Linked DNA regions of Xenopus tropicalis: region 1 is linked to region 2. Evidence: chromatin contacts called from public Hi-C data. All regions are on one chromosome and are shown on one strand. The core of a region is the stretch at or near the end of the contact, and the rest is flanking DNA. Distances in the headings are between cores, read along the strand shown.

The links. Hi-C and Micro-C count contacts between places; a contact is called where the count stands out from the background.
Region 1: a Hi-C map of neurula embryo shows a contact between it and region 2, with 1.6 times the contacts expected there. The contact joins the enhancer-like site here to the promoter of nrp2 in region 2. A contact is called at or near these places in 2 of 5 Hi-C or Micro-C datasets (gastrula embryo and neurula embryo).

What each region holds. Positions count from the first base shown.
Region 1 is chr9:50,998,943-51,002,999 of UCB_Xtro_10.0, forward strand. The region is part of intron 20 of pard3b (partitioning defective 3 homolog B); the gene reads right to left. Among named protein-coding and RNA genes, the nearest start is that of nrp2, 67 kb to the left of the region's middle. Within about 2 kb of position 2,324, at least 2 of the 11 cell types and tissues checked have an H3K27ac peak or open chromatin away from gene starts, as enhancers often do. A contact at or near this core is called in gastrula embryo and neurula embryo, where this site is marked.
Region 2 is chr9:50,932,602-50,937,167 of UCB_Xtro_10.0, forward strand. nrp2 (neuropilin 2) reads right to left here and starts at 1,796. Exons shown (of 15, transcript NM_001100235.1): 1 at 1,297-1,796. The coding sequence starts at 1,369.

The sequences.
Region 1 (4,057 bases), core at 1,074-3,573, 67 kb after region 2:
ATCATACCTGGGCTGATGCAATGATTCTGGGTGCAGCTAAAAAACCAAGCGTAGGGGTTGATTCTCTGCCTCATCTGCTATATCAGTCTTATGTTATACTCATCTACAAAACACAGCATGCTTGCAGGCTTGTATAATATCCAACCCTGCCTATTTCAGAGCATAGAACAATGAACCCATCAGAGGTTTGTTTGAAGTTCTACAGACCTTTGGGCTGTTTGGAGGGCAAAAAGTATTTAATTTCCTTTTTACAAGAGAAAAGAAAACTCAATGCTACTGCAAAAGGCCATAAACACTGAAACAACTCCCCCATCATTTACCACCCACCCTGTCTCACTGATTCACAGACCACCCACCACCCAGGGATCCTAACAAATGTAATCATCATACCTACAAGGAGAAGGTAGGGACAGTCATGATATGTACCACCTGCTTGTAACTGAGTCTGGCTGTCTGTCAAATGTCACAGCCCATAGACCATTTGCTTTTCCTCGTTGGGAAACATGGAGTAAACAGCCAGCTTTACATCAAACTTTGGACTGAGAAAACTCAAAAAAAGAAAAAAAAAACGGATTTGCATGTTTGTGTGTGTGCAATAAGGACCAAAGTTTGTGAGCTCAGCTCGGTCAGGGATAAATGGCAATAATGTAAAATCTATGTAAAACCCTACAGAATATGTTGGTGCTATAAAAGTAAATCATTGGTAAGTTGACCAATTTTTTTAATATAAGCACACTAATTAGCACCTCACTGCCCACCCCCCCCTACAACTGCAGGATCTGCTTCCTCTGTAGTCACGCCCTGATAATAATACCAGAAGTCCCCAGACTAGATGGTGACGGGAGATGCATTTCACTGAGATAAAGTCTGTAAACGAAGAGCTGCAAATTTACAAGTTGCAGATTTAAGTTTTACAGTAACATTGCATATATATCTATATCTATATATATATCTATATATATATATATAGATATATATATATACCGAATCAAACACAACCAGCACCAAGGGTCTTGTGGTTCAAATAAATATCATAAATTTCAAGGTCCCAAAAGGAACGAAACGTCAGTTGTGCATGCAATTATAATACACTAATATTTATTTGAACCACAAGACACTTGGTGCTGGTTGTGTTTGAACCTCATTTCGTACGATATTCGGTCGTGTATGGCAAGTCAGCGAGTCGACCGATATCGCAGGAAGCTGCTGATATCGGTCGACTTGCCGATCGGCCAGGTTAAAAGATTTTGATCGAGCGCCATAGAAGGTGCCTGAGCAAAATCTGCCTTCAGGGCTGAATTGGCAGAAGGAGGTAGAAATCCTATTGTTTCTACCTCCTTATCTGCCATTTCAGCCCTGAACGTCAGTGGCCGATTGTACGATCTTTCGTGTGACCGATGCTCGCATGAAAGATCGCAAATCGCCACGTGTGTGGCCACCTTTAGGTGTATGAGTTTTAGCTGTTTCTTTGTCTCTGAGGAAAAGCCCAGAACTAGCTGCCTATTGAGTTTTTTGGCTTAATGTAATTTACATTTTACCAGCACCTGGGACAGTTGACCTATATAGTAACGGGACGAGCCCCCCCCCTCTCTCTATATATATATACCGAAACTAGCTATACAGCGGTCGGGGGGGGGGGGGCTGGGTGACATGGGGGCCTGGACTGCGGGGTCTGCTGTATTGCAGTCCCATCTCCTACCTTTTTTTAAAAAAATAGCAGCATGGCGCATTGTGGCCAGGGAGGTGCAGCGAAAGCAGGCCCGGAGGGGGAACAGGCGAGGAGGGGCTTTTTGCACCAGGCCCCCTTAGAAGATTTGTTTGCAGGGCGGCCCACCACGACCAAGTTACACCACTGTATATGTGTATATATATCTTCTTGTATAATTAACAAGCACCCAAAAATTGGAGAGTGGTCGGAGTGCGGACTTCACCTTGAATATATATTTATTTATAAGGTTTGATATATAGATCCGTTTTTGTTTATAATGATACTGCAACCTTTAAACTAAAGGGGTCATCTTTCAAAAACAGTTTTTGCTTTAAAAAACAAAATCAAGTCTTAAACAACTGACAGTGTTTTGATGTTTATTAATGGTCATTAGAAGTTGCTTAGAATTAGCTTTTCTACTATTAAGCAAAAAACTGTTTTCCATTGGAGGACACCCTTGATGTCAAACAATATACATATTGTTACAGAAGCAGGGACGGGTAGGACACTTCACTACTTGTTCACTTGACTGTGTAGCACTTCAAGATCACAAGTAAAGAACAATAGGTCTATCAGTGAAACCATGTATTCCTAGAGCCCAGCACCCAGTGTGACGTTCACTTGTACCTCTTGGAACCAGACACATGTCTGCCAGGGTCTTAGCATCTCAAGCACACACCCTGCACTGATTGCCCCACAAACTTGTTTAGATTTCTAACTTGTCCTTTTATAAACAAAACGACTCCAGAGATCAGATAAAATAAATCCCTACAAGTGTGTATGGAGAGAGCTGTTTTTAGCTGAAGGCCTCTGTTTGGAATTCCAGTAGTGTCATATTCCAACTAATGCGTCCTTGGACCAAGAACTGCTGTGGATTCATGGGTATAACAAGAAACAAACAAGGGAAGGAAAGCATTTTTGACATTTTTGAATGTGGTTTTAGACAGTTTTTTACTGAAGAGTGTGTTATTAAGCTCCCAATATAAAGAATAAGTACAGTGCTGAATCTAAAATTGCATTTCTTAAGATAGCGAGAGATATGTATGTATAGTGTTTTTATTAATGTTAGACGAAAACTTACACCAATATATAAATTAGGGATGCACTGGATCCAGGATTCAGATTTGGTGGAATCCATGTACCTGGCCAAACCGAATATGAATCCTTAAAATCACATGACTTTTTGTCACATAAACACGGAAGTTAAAATTTTTAATTGCATGGTTCTCTTTAGCGCTTCGGTGCCCTTATTTGCATATGCAAATTAGGTTTCCGTTCAGTATTCGGCAAACCTTTCACGAAGGCTTTAGGGTTAGGCCAAGATTGTGGATTCCGTGCATCCATCCTTGGTTTTTTTGTATGATCCAAGTTCTCTATACTTCCACAGACTGGCTTTATAATGAAACAGCTTGAGGCAGGAACTCCAGCAAGAAATCAAGGATTTGATTCTTTTTTATTTAATTTTAGAGGCAGAAAGCAAGCCCAATATTTTAGAAGTCTGTTGTTCCCTTTTTCATAAGTCTATAGAAGGGGGGGCAGGCTCCAAAAATATTGTGCATGATGGAGGCTACACCTAAAATATAGTAATAGATTCATCTAATTGGTGGAGCTCATATATTTGGCTTTTCATCTGCCTTGCTGGAGCACCTGCCTCAAGTTTTTTATTATACAATGTGATACGTGGAATGATTTACCTCCCTGAAGATTCTAGCTTACTGTATGAACTGCAAAATGTTCTGCCTCTCGCTATGTGCAAGCTACAGGTGCAAAATTTGCTGTCCATTGTAAATTGCATGTAAAGTGCAAAGCAGGCATTATGTGGATATAGTAATTTTGTTACATACCTTAATAATTTATCTGTAGTTGCAGAATAAATAAAAAAATAACAGGAAATAAATAACAGGTGGGAAAGGGCAGCTAATGTATGCTAGGTGCAAAAAGAAGTAGCGTGGCTGAAGATTTTCAGATTTGGTATTGGCATGTTTTTGCAACTCGCTGCAATCAGAAATCTTGTGCTCTCCCCATTCAAGGGTCAATCCACCAGTGGCAGTAGCACTGAAAATCTAAAGCCATGTCTCCTTTATGAGCCACACCCATTCCACACAAACCCACACAAACAGCAGCAAGTAAAAAAGCATTGGCCCCAAATCTCACCCTAAGAATTGTGTCACACATGGCCTAAAATCTGCCCCTTGTAGGCACTGATAGGCAGCTTAGTTTAGAGCTTAGATTGGAAGCTCTATGGGGCAGGGACCTCCTTCCTGCTGTGTCTCATGGCACTTATTCCCTCTGCATTTATAAATATTTATTGTATTTTTTATTTTAACCCTTGTCCACCCTGTGTGTAAT
Region 2 (4,566 bases), core at 546-3,045:
TTAATAGTAAAGCTCATTTTGTGTAAGGGGCTTAATTGAGTTTATTTGTTTGTATCCTGACACATATCCCTGTTAATGTAGAAACCTAAGGATGTCCATCCTAAGAACTAGTTGATTGGCTCCTCAAGTGTTGGCCCTTTAGTAACTGTAAATGTAACTACTATAGGGTGGCAGGTTGGAAATCCCTGCCCTGGTGTGTGAGTATAATGAGAATGCAGGTGGTGAATTGCCTACACAGCACTTAAATGCACCCCCGATTGTTGGGAGCCACTAAATGATGAATGTACCCCTTCAGTATTAGCTACTATTTTGTTTGGGCAGCATGGATGTGAATTACTGAATTATTAAAAGAAAAAAACCCACCAAATCACAGTGTTTCCATGTATAACCTGTTGTGTTACTTTTGCCCTACATCTTCGTAGTAATCATTTCTCAGGAAATGTAATTGTGTAAATAACATGGCAACAAAATGGTGACAATAGAATTAGCTAGTAAATTTCATAGATATCAAGTATGTCTCCGTGCCACATGGCAGAAGGAATTTGACATTCCAGCTATATTCCCATTGCCCATGGCGTGAAGAAATGAAATAGCGCCGTGTGTCTGTGCCACAGATATGGGCAGCGCTTTCCTTTCCAGTGCCGTCTGCCCTTCTCTATCCCTGGCAACTGGCAATCTGCACTCACCGTCAGGGAACATAAGCGCTTCCCACAGGCTTGGGAGCGCCCGTTATGATGAGCGACCCCAGCACAGAATCGCGCTACCAATCGCTTGGATATGCGCACAGCCGGCGTGAGTGAAAGCGCCAACAGCTACATACTGCGATCCTCGCCAACAGCTACATACTGCGATCATCGCCAACAGCTACACACTGAAATAATCTCCAGCCCTGTCTCTGAGATCCGCATCGCTCGCATTCACTTTTTCTATCCTGCATACGACATCTCTTCTTAGTAACGCATCTAATTGCAATTTAAATCGAGTTGCTATAAGATTAAAGCGCTACTACCCGGACTGGAGGCAACTCCTGGGAGTTGAGAAGGAGAAGAAGACCCTCGCAAAAGGCTTTGTAGTATTTTTAAACTTTGATTTATTCCAGATGTGCGGCTGTGCCAGCCAACAGCAGCAGCAAGGGCTCGTCGCACACACGCAAATGTGTTTTGTTATGGAGGAGAGAGAGAGGAGCTGCGACTGTCTGAAATAGGCTCACATAGAAGTGAGCGTCTAAGTGCGGCCAGACGCAGATAGTATAGACACGAACTACCACCTAACACAGTAACTTTTTTTTCCGCTTACCTTCTTGGCCTGAGACTTTGGCTCCCAGCGAGCACAGAGAAATAACTCCAAGCACCAAAGCAAACACATCCATATTGACAAGAAGGATAAGAAAAATCCCACGAGTTCCCTTGTTAGCAAGTCATTGATTTTCACCAAACTGGATCTCTTATCTGGACTGATGCGCTCAGGACTAGGCGATTAAAGACTCCTTGGCCACCACTAGCGCAATTCGGAGAAGTCCCAGGTCCCTTAGTGCCACTTGTTTAATAAAAGGTTCCCAGCAGGCACAGCCAAAGCCCTGAAAAACCCTGGGAGGGTCCTTAGTCCGCTGCTCAGGAGTGGAAAGTAGATGGGGTGTCCAAGAAAGCGCTATTTCCACTGGAGACAGGAGGGGATATTGCAGCACACACAGGCAGTTACAACAGGCAGTTTGGCAGCAGGACAGAGCCAATCCTTGTAGTTCCCTGGCACGGCTCTGGCTAGAGGGTTCAGTGAGCGCACAGGCGTCTGCTGTCTTAAGATGGTTTGGGAGTGTAAGCCCTGAGCCCCTGCCTTCTATCTACCTCCCTCCCAACCACTCAGTTCCCTTATACAGGGAGACAAGCATGTGGATGTCAGCATAGGGGGGCAGAGCTACAATCTCTTTCTCTCGCACACACACAGCCTGGCCACGCCCCCTCAGCCCTGTCACTGATTAAAGCAGAGAGAGAGAATGCCATATATCTGAAGGCAGAGAGAATGCCATATATCTGAAGGCAGAGAGAATGCCATATATCTGAAGGCAGAGAGAATGCCATGCATCAGGAGAGAAAAAGAGAAATGCCATATATCAGGAGAGAGAGAAAATGTCAAATATCAGGAGAGAAAGAGTATCATGTATCAAGAGAGAGAGAATATCATATCAGGAGAGAGAGAATATCATATCGAGACAGAGAGAGAGAATGCACTGTATCAGAAGAGAGAAGAGATCAAAACCAAGAGGTTGCAGCCAGTCAGGGATCTTAGAGCAAGCACAAGGCCATTTCTGTATGGGTAAAGCTGCACCTTAGTCTCTAATCCCTAAGATGCCGGCAGACAAAGCAACAGGTTGTATAATAGGTATAGCTGCCCAGTACTGGGATGGGGGGCTAGGCAGTGTTGCTCTATGTTATTTATCCAATTTGCTGTTTTCCCCATTGTACTTAAACAACCATGACAGAGAAGCAGATCTCATTGCTGTTCATTATTGCAAAAAGTGACCCTAGAATTGCAGTGGAGCCCCAGCAACTGGGAATATTTACATTCACTGGCAGATTCCACAACAGGGCAGTTTTAATATTGTCACCCATCTAATCAGGCTATATGGAAATATAAGCTTATTTGTTGTACAGTATGTTAAATGCAGGGTATTCATTCTGGTAGAGTTTGCCCAAGAGCATACACTCTAATACTTGGTCTGTTTCAGGAAATCAGATAGAAAGTATATGTGAAACTAAAATATTGCCATGTAGTAGAAAAACCACAGACAGCCAAATACTTTCTGTGTTAAATTTATACAATAGATACTTTTTTTTATCCATGTTATGAGATAGAAATAAAGTGCAGGTAATTGCCTTTAGTTGAAAAGGGAGCAATTGCAAAGAAAGAAATATCTCTTGTGCCTTTTTGTATTCTGATAGGGAACACGCTTCTCGGAGAGGATTTGTCATATTGACACAGAGATTTGGAAATCCAATACCCAATAAATAACCTAAAATTGGTTCCTTTTTACCACTGCAAACTATACTGACACAAAAATAGACATGAGTGCTTAGTGCACACAATAGACCTCCATTTCATGGCATTTCTATGAGTCAGCTCAATACCCTTTTATCAATGAAAGCTTTCCGATCTCTTTGAGAATAAAATATCTTCAGAGTTATAGCTGTGTTGTGCATTTATCACAAAGAGAATTTGCCTTTATGCTGTAGCGGTGGCAGATATAGCCTGCCTTCCGCGCACACACTGTGGCCAAACATGACAGTTTTTCATTGATCGGCCTCACACTGCTGTTTTGAGACTTAATTTATAAAGGAGATAAAATGTAACTGTTAATGTATGGATTTAACTTCCTGGTTTCCAGCAAACCTTGTAGCTGTTGTGCTCTCTATGGCAGAACTGGTTAACCCCATCAGTACCAGAGGTTTATGAGATGCCAAATACATACACTGGATGAACTGAACCATGTATGGCCTTTTTAAAGATCATTAATCCAGATCTAAAGAGGGAAACAATTGTGTACTATACAATACTTTGCTTATTCTATTCATAACCCATAGTTTGATTGCACCAACCATTATGAAGTGGGCATGGGTGCGCCTCTTAACTCCAATCAACTGCTGCTAAACTGGAGGCCACCAGCACCATGTTTATATCCATACATTTTAATCTATGCTGCTTTGAGGTGCAACCTCTACGTTTGGCTGTGGCATAAATATATTGAAAGCTGGTGTGCAAAAGTTTGGCCATTGCAAATAGTAGATTATACAAGAATTCATAGCTAGAGTTAAAAGAGCCCTGTTGCAGATCTTATTAAGGACACTTTCCTTATTGCTCTAAAACACTTTAGTTTTTGTCCAGTCATAACTTTCATACCCCTGCATACAATGCCCCTTCGTACTACATTTTGAATGCTTCTTTTTGGTTGCCACCCCTGCTGTGCCCTTAATAATAACTCTGGTCTAAATGAGTTATCTCAGTGATAAAGGGATAACCAAAGCCTTGACACTACTAACGCTCATTGTAAATTATACTGTGTGCTTCCAAATGCATAACATCTCTATTGATTATATATACTGGCCCTCTAAAATCTGCATTTCTCATTGATATCTTCCCCAATCAAATTTACACATCACCATCACTAAAGAACCTGTGCAGCTGCCTGTGAGGGCTGGCAAAGGGTGACTGCTGACTATGCAGGGTTAGTATACATATTGCACACAGATAGTGTACTATTGTAAGCATACTCCATCTTTATGCAAAGTTTTACAAAGGACTCACTGGGGCCAGATATTTAGTTTCTCTGTAATTTTAGAATCCCACTGATTATCATTTGACACCTTTCTGTCACACTACTCAATGATCGAGTGAATGAAAAAGGAAATGCTTGCATTTAATTTGGGGTACGACCATTGTAACGAAAGAGAGCAAATAATGCATGTATTGTATTACACTTAGACACAACCACCACATATTTGCATAATTCCCTTAATTTCCTAACCCCTCAGACAGCAATCAAAGCCCCATTAGATGCTGCATTTTGCAGCCAGT